2 separate regions of the Arachis hypogaea genome follow, and region 1 is linked to region 2. Evidence: chromatin contacts called from public Hi-C data. All regions are on one chromosome and are shown on one strand. Each heading gives the region's core, a stretch centred on a gene start, on an enhancer-like site or on the middle of the called end of the contact. The rest is flanking DNA. Distances are from core to core; before and after follow the strand shown. Region 1 has its middle 15 kb from the start of LOC112752718. Region 2 holds the start of LOC112750689 (nucleobase-ascorbate transporter 6).

Region 1 (5,509 bases), core at 1,508-4,007, 57 kb after region 2:
GAGTATTTCTTTAATGTTCTAAGTCATTAGAACATTATAAATTTTTATAGTACTCCTAACATCTTTTAAATCATTTTTTTAATTATTTTATATAGAATAAAATATTTTTTTGTGGTATAATTTAAATAAATTTATTAAAAAAATTTATTAAAAAATATCCATGAGCTATTAAAAATGGACAAAAGAGTATTATATGAAATTCGAATTGATAGCTCATTAATATTTTAAAGAAGTCTCGTAATTAAATATTTTGTTAGCTTTTTTTAATACATGAAATAAAATATATATTTTATTTTTAAATTATTAATTTTTTTAATAAATTATTAATTTTTTAATAAAAGAATGGGCAGAATTAAATCATAAGACCAATTCGAATCTCTATGTGCGCGTATGTGTAATTCGAATTAATGTGGGTGGAATTCGAATCAAGTTGATTTGAATTAGTGGGTGTGTGCGTGTGTAGGTAATTCGAATCAATATTAAAGGTGTAATTTAAATTAAGCTAATTTAAATTACATAAAAATGCACTCTTGATTGAACCCTATAACAATTATTGAGTTGGTTAAATCACGTAATTTTTTTTTCATAGTTTATACGGGTGATTTGCCCCATAATAATATGTATACTTTTTGTAATATATAAGAAATTAAAAACCAATGTGCTTTTCGCATTGTGCAATTTTAATTTTCTTATTAATTATGATTGTTTCAATTATGTTATTTTAAAAGGATTAGTTGAACATTCATGCATATTGATTGATTTCCCTGACAGCTTGTCTCTATTAGACAAACAAAAGCAAAAAGGGATTATAATTGAAACCCTGTTAGTAGAATAAATGAATAATAGAAATTGAGCTGCCCAACATTGTCTTTTTCTTACCCTTATTTATTTCTGTCTGCGTCACCTTTCTTATGCACTTTGAGGAGATGTCAAAATCATATTGGTAGACTATTATTATTAAGGTGGCAAAACGGGTCTAATTTTGTCAAACTCGCTAAAAAAGTGGGTCGAACTAGATTTTGAAACTTGTTAAATTTTAAAAATTCGCCAAATTTGTACTGCTAAATTTGTGAGTTTTGGCGGGGCGAGTTGGCTCGCCGGGCTAAACATTTTTTAATTAAATAAAAGAGTGATTATTACTACAAAATTAATAATTATATAATTTTTAAACATTTTTTTTCATTTTTTATTTTTATTCTTCTTTTAATTATTAACTTTATTTTATTTTATTTTACAATTTTGTATATATGTTTAAATTATGTGACTTATTTTTTAAAATAAAAATGGTTTTATTGATAAATGTTATTTTGAACAATTTTATTGAAGTTAAAACTAAAAAAAAAAAGATAATAAAAAAATTTTATATTATAATTTGATTATTTTTATTTGTATTTAATTTTTTAATTATTATTTTTGATTAATTTTAATAAATTTTATTTTTCAAAAAAAAAAAGTCAAGCGGGTTAATCCGCTAGCCCGCCAATCCTCCATAAAATTGAACAGACTAGTATTTTGAACTCATTTTAATTGACGTGAGCTGGCCTGTTTCGTTTATAATACGGGTCTAAATGAAATGGAACGGGTCTAAATGAAACGGGACAGATTGGGGCAAACCGACCTGTTTTGCCACCCCTAATTATTATATTTTGGATTAACCTAAAATGATGGGTATTAATATGGTAAAGCTGTTCGAATTACTAAATCTTAATTAATAGAAGGATTATTGGTTGAGAAAAATGAAAGCCCTGGGTGGTGTGTCCATAATATCCAAAACAGATAACACATCAACTGATAAATGATAATATTTTGGTAATCATTTTTTGCCCCTTAAAAAACAGTCATCATAAATTCATAATGTTGAAATCTACATATAATTCATTGATATATTAATAAGTATAGAACTATAGATATTTAAAAAGTAGTATATGAAAATAATAATTTGATTACTTAAATAATTCTTCAATATAATAATAACTGACTAATAATGTTAGGTAGTAGCTAATTTTTTTAGTTAACATTAATTATTTTTTCAAAATTATTTTATTTATCTTAATTCTAAATTCTAAATCATAAATTTTTAACTCTACTTGATTTTCTATATTTTTTTATTTATAAGGGTGTCAAAAGTGAGTTCTGTCCCGTTTTACTCAGATCCGGCTAAAAATAAAATAGACTAGTCCAATTCACCAAAGGAAATTGAATGTAATGTGTTAGTCCATCCTGTTTTACCGTGAGTTGGTGGATCAATACCCTAGAGTCCTAGACTGCCTAACTCTTTTTTTATTATGAAAGTAAAATTAATTAAAATGAATCTAACGAAAAATGATATGTGAAAATATAACTATAATTCAAACATAAAAAAAAGTCAAATTATAACACAATATTTTAATGATAAATTTGTCTGTCATAATATCTATGTTCAAATTGTGCAAAGAATAAAAAATATTAATTTCAACTTAATTTTCAAATAACGAACAATTTTAAAACATCAACAATATTTACAATGCAAAAATAGAAATAAAATTTTGTGATAAAAAATAAAAAAGGCAAATTTGTTTTAAGAAACCAGCTATGTCACGTAGTCTTTAAAATATAAGAATAAAATAAATAAAAAAATAACAAAAGAAGAATAAAATAAAAGAAAAAATGAGAGAAATGTTCTTGAAAGTCTTAGTTTTTAAATTATATATATACAACAAAAACTCTGGACTGGCAGACCCACTCACCAATCCCCGGCTTCCCCGCTACTAGTGTTTTTTTTTTTTTTGGGTTTGGTGGGCTTTCAATCTGGCACGCTAGCTGGCCTTTTTGTTGGGTTTTGCAAGTCTACTGATGGGTTCAGCTAATTTTAACACTCTTAATTATTAATTTGTGCTCTGCTAGGATTTTCGAAAAAATACGGGGAAGACGATAAGTTTAATAAACAATGTGAAAAATAAGTCTCCAAAAAACACAATGTGAATAATAGAATTAAAGTTAATGAATAATAGCTCAAATGGCATAGTCTCTCCATACTCAATTAAGAGGTTGCGGGTTCGAGTCTCATATCTTTAGTAAAAAAAAAAATATAATAAAATTAAAAAAAATTAAAATCAAATGATAATTAATTTAATTAATTTTAAATTTTAAATTTTAAAAAAATTTGTGACCTCCTTTGTGCGTGTGATTTTCGTTCTGTAGAACATTCCTCTCGCGCCATTTTCTTCTTATCTCTTTGGTCCGACGGCACCAAGAACACCAGCAGCCGCTGCCCAGCTCTCCGAGAACGTCCGAGCATGCACCCCCTTCATGCATATTGCGTCCTTCGCACAGCTCACCAACGCGCCGGCGCCGTGCAGGCCCCCTGAAGCTGGCAGGGTTCACCGTCCTAGCGTCTCCATCTGCAACATGCAGGGGACATATGTGGCTGCCGTTTCATACGTGTATCACCCCTCACATCTAGATGTTCATTTAACTATGATGGTGGATGGTTATTTCAGGCATTATGTATGCAGGTGGTCGATTTCGTGAATAATTGGATAATTATTTTTGTTCACAGATGTCAGATGTTCATTTATATACCTACTTAGATGGTTATTATTTTGGCGGTGGAAGAACGCAACCCCAGGGAGGATACCGGCTCGGGAGAGAGAGAGGCAAGCCGGGCACCAGGGACGCGGATGGACGCAGGCCTGCCTCGACGGGGGATGCCGGCGGAAGGCACAGAGACCCATGACAGGACGGTGGCGCCCGTCCGAGCGGTTGGGTTCTGGCGATAGAGACAGACGCGCGCATGAGAGGGGGCTGGACTGGGGTCGAAGCTGATGGACGGTGAGGGTGTTTCTGACGCTGGTGAGGTAGGATGGTTAGTGATGAATGTGGGGGGGCTGCCGGCCGGGGAAGAAAAAGGATTTGGGAGTGAAAACTGTTTGTAATTTAGGATTTTGATGGTTATTTTTGTGAAATAACTGAATAGAGTTTTTGAATTTAGGTTAATTAGTGGAGTGATTTATCCCTATTAGGCTAAATATCCAACTCATTGTTCATATTGTTAAGATTTCTCGTTGTCTCACTAGCAGAGTTGTTTTCCTTATGCCCTACCAGGATTTAAAAGTCTGTGTTATGTTGCTTAATTGTATGGATTTATAGATTGGTGTTTGTCCAAGCTATTGTTCTAATATCTCTGGGAGTACACACAGATGATGAGTAAATAGTCAAATTGGTCCCCGAAAGATAGCCCATTCTTCAAACGAGTCCCCGTAAAAAAAAGATAATAAAATTTGTCCCCGAAAAATTTAAAATTGGTAAAGTTAGTCCTTCCGTCAGTTGGATGATGACGTGGAGGGCTAATGCCACGTGTCACAATATGATTGGTTGACATGTCAGATCGGTGACACGTGGCATGCCACGTGACACTTGACATGTAAAAAAGTTATTTATAATCAAAATAGTCCTTGAAAGTTCAGACGTAAGTCATTTTCATCCCTAAAATTTTAAAAATTAATCAAATTAATCCTTGTATACTTTTTTTTATTTTTTCTTGATAATATTAAATTTAAAATATTTTTTGATACTACTAATTTTAATAGAAATGTAATTGACAATAAAAAAATTAGTAATTGTATCTTTTCTTCTTAAAAATTTGTTCAATAAAATTATCTCTCTCCTCTAATTCTTGTCAAAATCTCTCTTATTCTTTTCTATTCTAAAACATTTTTCTTACATTATTACATTTTGCTGGAATATATATATATATATATATATATATATATATATGTTACCCTAAATAAAGTTATATGCTCAAAATAAAAATTTATATATGTTAACCTAAACAAATTTAATAAAAATTTATACATCTTTTTTTTCATTACGTTATTACTTTCATTTAGATTAACATACATAAATTTTGATTTTGAGCATATAACTTTGTTTAGGTTATATATATATATTCCAACAAAATGTAATAATGTAAGAAAAAGGTTTTATAATAGAAAAGAATAGAGAGATTTTGACAAGAATTAAAGGAGAGATATAATTTTATTGAATAAATTTTTAAGAAGAAAAGATACAATTATTAATTTTTTTATTGTCAATTACATTTCTATTAAAATTAGTAGTATCAAAAAATATTTTAAATTTAATATTATCAAGAAAAAATAAAAAAAATTATATAAGGACTAATTTGATTAATTTTTAAAATTTTAGGGATGAAAATGACTTACGTCTGAACTTTCAAGAACTATTTTGATTATAAATAACTTTTTTACATGTCAAGTGCTACGTGGCATGCCACGTGTCACTGACCTGATGCCACGTGTCACCGATCTGACATGTCAACCAATCATATTGTGATACGTGGCATTAGCCCTCCACGTCATCATATGCCACGTGGCATTTAACGTGACACGTCATCATCCAACTGACGGAAGGACTAACTTTACCAATTTTAAATTTTTCGGGGACAAATTTTATTATCTTTTTCTTACGGGAACTCGTTTGAAGAATGGGCTATCTTTCGGGGACCAATTTG
Region 2 (5,299 bases), core at 1,190-3,689:
ATCATATGCTCTTAATAGTTTTACTAGTGGAAAATTTTAATTAGTGCTGCCTAATTTCTTTCTCAATGGACACTTATTTTGGGCCAAAGTTAGTAATTAAAATCTTCATGAGAGCTTAGAAAAAAGCGAAAAAAATAAAAAATAAAAAGAGTGAGACATTTTAGTTTTGATCACACAAGACCTCTATGGGATCTGGTTCACCACTGAATCGACCGGCAAGAATTATCGAGATTGTGGTCGGAACAAAGGTATAAGATCCTCCTATGACTGCAGGTAGTCGAGTTCCAAACAGTGTTTGCAACAATGTGTTAATACCAGCTACAAATAGTAATGTTTGGATCACTTTTGCCTTCTCCTCCTGCACAAAGTAGAACAATGAATCTTTTTTTTTTTTTTCACATAACTTTTGGCTACGATGAGAATGTAGTATCAAACCTTATGACTGTATAGTATAGTCAATAATATTCCACATTAAATAAAAAATGCTGTATAATCAATTATCACTTACATTGCCACCTCCCATTTGAGGGACAAGAGCAGTGGGAATAAGCACAGTTGTTCCAAGCATCACAAGAAAATGTTGAAAACCAAGAAGTATGGCCTCAGCTGCATCATAATGTCACCAAAATTTCTCATCAAATTAGTTTAAGAATAAAAAGAACACAAAAACAAAATTGAAATCCCATGGTAAAGAGATTCTTAAAATTGTAACTGCACAGTAATTAACTACATATTTTATGAATAAAAGTAATCCAAAAATATTTTTCAAAACAAAGCATTTTTGGTGGCTACTTCGATATCTTTGTGTGAAGATAATATTATGAACCGTGAGTTAGTTTGACATATTTGACTGAACCATCTAACTGCTTGCCAAATTATTTTCACATGAAGATGTCTTCATAAAAGTAACCACCTTTTAAAAATAATATAACTATGTCAAGCGAACACAATTTAAAATTAAAAGAAATTTAATTACAGCAATTAAATTACCTTATGTTTAAAACACACTAAAATTTAGGAATGCCTCATCTATACACACTCCCCATAAAGTAAATTATTGCAATTATAAATGATTAACTTGACTACTTTGTTCAATAGTTCACTGTATAGTGTCGGTGCTGTACTGCTGTTCTTAAATGTACCTAAATCCAACAATATGAATAATATAGATTTTGTTTCTCTTAAAAAAATCATTATTCCTTTTATTTGAAGAAAATATAGAAGCAACAATTATAGCAATATGTCCTAAAAAAATGAAATTTTAGATAAAGGGCCTAAATTTGAAAGCAGCGAATGAAAATTTTTGTTACCAAATCTGGATCTGGAAACAACTGCGAAGAACCTCAAACATGAATGTAGTATTAAGATAAAAAATAATGTGAAAATATATTTTTTTTTTAAAAAAAAAAAAAAAGAGCACTCAGTCACACAGACATACACAACTTTAAACATGCTTCGACTCGCATAAAAATATAAAGTATCCAAGTTCCCCAAATGCAAAACCAAAAATAATAAACATTTTTTGTTTTTAAGAAATAATAATAAAAGAGTTGGTGAAAAATCAGGGACTCATGAATTAAAGAACCCAGAAGTTTGAAGTTTGTCCTTTCTTTTTCTTTTTCTTTTTCTTTAACATGAAACAGCTTTAAAGTGAGCTGATTTTTTAGTCAGTCAAAAAAGAATTAATATGGCATATTCTGGGAACTGAAAAAGAAAGAGCTTTTTATTCTTTTGAATCTAATCTAAGGTTAAATATTATTAATAAAAAGACTCACGCCATGGAGGTGGACTAGTAATGCAGTAAGAGATATTTGGTAACTGATCCTTCGGTGGATGTGGTTGTGGCTCATCTGATTTTCCTCCTCCTCCTCCTCCTCCTCCTCCTCCTCCTGCCATGACTCTTCTTTCTTTCTTTTTGTCTCTCCTTTCTAACAATCTAGACAGCTTTCAAAATGGCCAAATCTTAGAGAACGACCAAGATCCTTTATCAAAAGAGACACCACGAAGTAAAGAGAAAATGATAGTGTAACTAGAGAGTGTAGTTTTAGCTTTATTTTTGTTGAATATAATGCGATGGTTTGTGATATTGATAATCATAGCATAGGTATTTAACATCGATGTTAAGGGAGATTAAAAAAAGGTACCTTTTTTTGTAAATAAATTAAAGTTTGAGGAGGAAAATGATTAAGTTGAGGGGCTATAAAGTCAAAATGCAATATATTAAGTTGCCCCCACTAAGCCACCCACCACCCTCAAAAGGAGAAGAGAAAGAGAGAGGTGGTGTTGTTATTGTGGAGCGTGTGGTGGAGTAAAGGAAACTCAAAAATGGTAGCAGAAACAGAAACCATAAAAGGAGTGTAGACACTCTCTCTCTCTCTCTCGTATAAATTAAAATTAATTATTAGTATAAAACTATATATTATAATATAAAATATGTTATGAAACCACTCATTCTAAAAACTTAAGTTAATGGGAAAAGGTAATATTAATGGTTATATCTTTAATACTTTTCTTTTAACAAGAGCCTTTTTTTGGATTTGTTTGATTTTGTATAAACCTTTTTTTTTCTTTTAAAATATATAATATATATAAATATATAATGATTAATTTTGATATATAAATAATATTTTTTATTTATGAAATAGAAATAAGTAAAGTCATTTGATGTATAATAATTAGATTTGTTCACCTACAAAAAGAAAAAGCTATCATTTTTAGATTTGAAACTTCTGGGTTGTTTCTATCTCTCATTCGATGTCTTGATATGTTTGTTTGAGTGATTTAAAGTTTTGAAAGAAATAAAAAAAAGCATGTAAAGTAGAAAATTTATAAAGAAATGGAGATTTGTTGAATTATGCGTATGCGTAAAAAGGAAGTCTGTCAGGCAACGCGTATGCGTGATAAGCATTACAGAAATCACGTTAGACTTTTCATTAAATCTGACGTAAACATTTAGATAGAAGAATTGATCCGTCCAAATTTTATAAAGATCAAAAATTTAAAAATATTTTTTAATAATTAAAAATAAAAATATCTACAGAATAAAAAATCAAAAATTTATTTATCCTTTTTTCTAATTTGGAGATGTAAGCGTGTAGCTTAATTGAATGAGCTTATTCTTTCTAGTTAACTAAGTAGGGTTTCAAACTTTCAATATTTTTTCTTTTTGGAACATAAAAAATCTTTTAAAAGTCTCGCTCAAGTCTCAGTCATCCCATTGATTAAGCTGCTTAAGAACTACTGAACTAGCAAGGGATTAATCGTCCCACGTAAATATTAAGATATAGAAAAAAATAATAATAATACACATTAAAAGTATAAAATATAAAATATATATTAAAATATAAAATAATATTAAAATTTATAAAATAATATATATATATATATATATATATATATATATATATATAATACTTAATTTGATGGTTAATTTTTATATATATTATTTTTGTAAACATTTCTCCTCAGTCGTTACAACTTAAAACCTTCTCTGCTAACTCTTTTATCAAAGAAATGATAAAAGAAAGCAAATTATACACTTATGTAAAATCTTCACCTTAAATGCTACAAATATAAGATGACGTATTACTCTTAAGAGAATGATATATTCTATTCTATGATTATAAAGGGCCAGTTACAAATCAGGCTAATTTTTTTTTATATAAAAAATTATTAGTATCTTTGTTAAAAATAAAATTATTTAGTATAATTATATGTGGATGAATTTTTTTATAAGTAAAAAATTAATATAAAATATATATTATTATTCTGACAACACACAAAATACATATTAATTATGTATCATCATTCTGATAATATATAGATATATATTAGACATTTTTTTTATACTTCTATAATTCTGTAATATATTTTAAATATTAATATTTAATCAAAACACAATTTTTATCAACATATTAAAAATAATTTCTGTACAAATCAATCTATAAAATTCTATTACCAATTAATATCTATTACTAATTTGTGAATGAAATGAACCTCATCTCTCTTGACCTAACTTACTTTTCCAACAAACATTGTTCACATTGATTGTTCTGCTATGTACGGCGCCATGCTTGGATGTGAAAATCAAACATGATGTTCATGAGCATATGTTTTAGGTAGCCATTCTTTTTCTCATACACGTCATCTGTGAGCAATGATATCACTTCATAAGAAAAAATTTGTCTAATTCTATTTAAAAGAAATTGTCAAAAAGTTCATAAATTGATTTATTTATAAACAATAAAAATTATATGATATTACGTAAATTTTTATGTTTTTTATACGGTTCAAAATTATTTTATTTTATTTAATAGTAACGTTTATAATTATATATTTGTTATATTTAATGTTATATATATATTTATTTATTTTTGTAATAATTAATAAATATAAAATAAAATAACTTTAATTAATTTGAATTGATTTTTATTGTTTTCAAACATTTTTGTTTTATAATTGTAAAGAAACTAGAATTTATATAAGAAAAAAAATACTTGATGAAGGAACTTCGTAACTATAATAGTGTGTATTATATAAATGGGTAATGATGTATGTAATCTTCATAATAATATATGTGAAAGATACTTTGCTGGAGTTCATAATTAAGAGATAATTATTATCCATTTTGTATATTATTATTACTGTAATTTGATTTTGATAGAGTTTAGTAATTTGTGTTTTGATAGTAGTCTGATCTAGTGCTCTATACTTTCTTTTTGAATGTTGCTGCATAGTTGAATAGTCGTGTTCTCTATTGGAAAGTGTGGTCTTTCTTATGAATATTAAGATTTGTATATCGGGTTGAAGTTTTGTATGATGATAAGTGATAACTCATATTCCATTGACAATTTAGTATATAACCTTGCTGTTAGAGATTTTGAAAAGATAAATGATAGAACTGATATTGAAAAAGAAAAATAAATAAATTAATTAAAACAATGAAATTATGTTCATGACGTGATATCTAGTATTTACCAATTACCAAGAAAATAAAAGTGAATGGTTTTGTATATTATTATTTGTAATGTAATTTTGATAGGTCAAGAAAAATATCATTTGCCCTTTTATGCTCGTGTAAAGGTGGCTATAGTTTGATTTGTGTTGAAAATTTTATAAAATATTTGTTCTTTTTCTAAGGTAGAGAAAGACAATGATAAAATCTATTGCCAGGGTCTTGTTGGTTTTTGAAAGTGAAATGGAGTTTATACACCACTATGAAATTATCTAATTCTTCAATTTTACTTTTTAATTAGTAAAAAAGTACAAAATTTTTTGTTAGAAGAGTGAAAAAAAAAAG

What was found. A called contact is a pair of places that touch in the nucleus more often than the background predicts.
Region 1: a contact with region 2 is called in a Hi-C map of an unstated tissue, with 4 times the contacts expected there. The contact joins the enhancer-like site here to the promoter of LOC112750689 in region 2. A contact is called at or near these places in 2 of 8 Hi-C or Micro-C datasets (leaf and an unstated tissue).

Annotation. Positions count from the first base shown.
Region 1 is chr15:130,090,199-130,095,707 of arahy.Tifrunner.gnm2.J5K5, forward strand. No RefSeq gene overlaps it. Among protein-coding and RNA genes, the nearest start is that of LOC112752718, 15 kb to the right of the region's middle. Within about 2 kb of position 2,758, at least 3 of the 3 cell types and tissues checked have open chromatin away from gene starts, as enhancers often do.
Region 2 is chr15:130,033,842-130,039,140 of arahy.Tifrunner.gnm2.J5K5, forward strand. It overlaps LOC112750689 (nucleobase-ascorbate transporter 6), which reads right to left and starts at 2,440. Exons shown (of 15, transcript XM_025799503.3): 1 at 2,145-2,440; 2 at 1,776-1,936; 3 at 509-606; 4 at 182-358. The coding sequence starts at 1,896.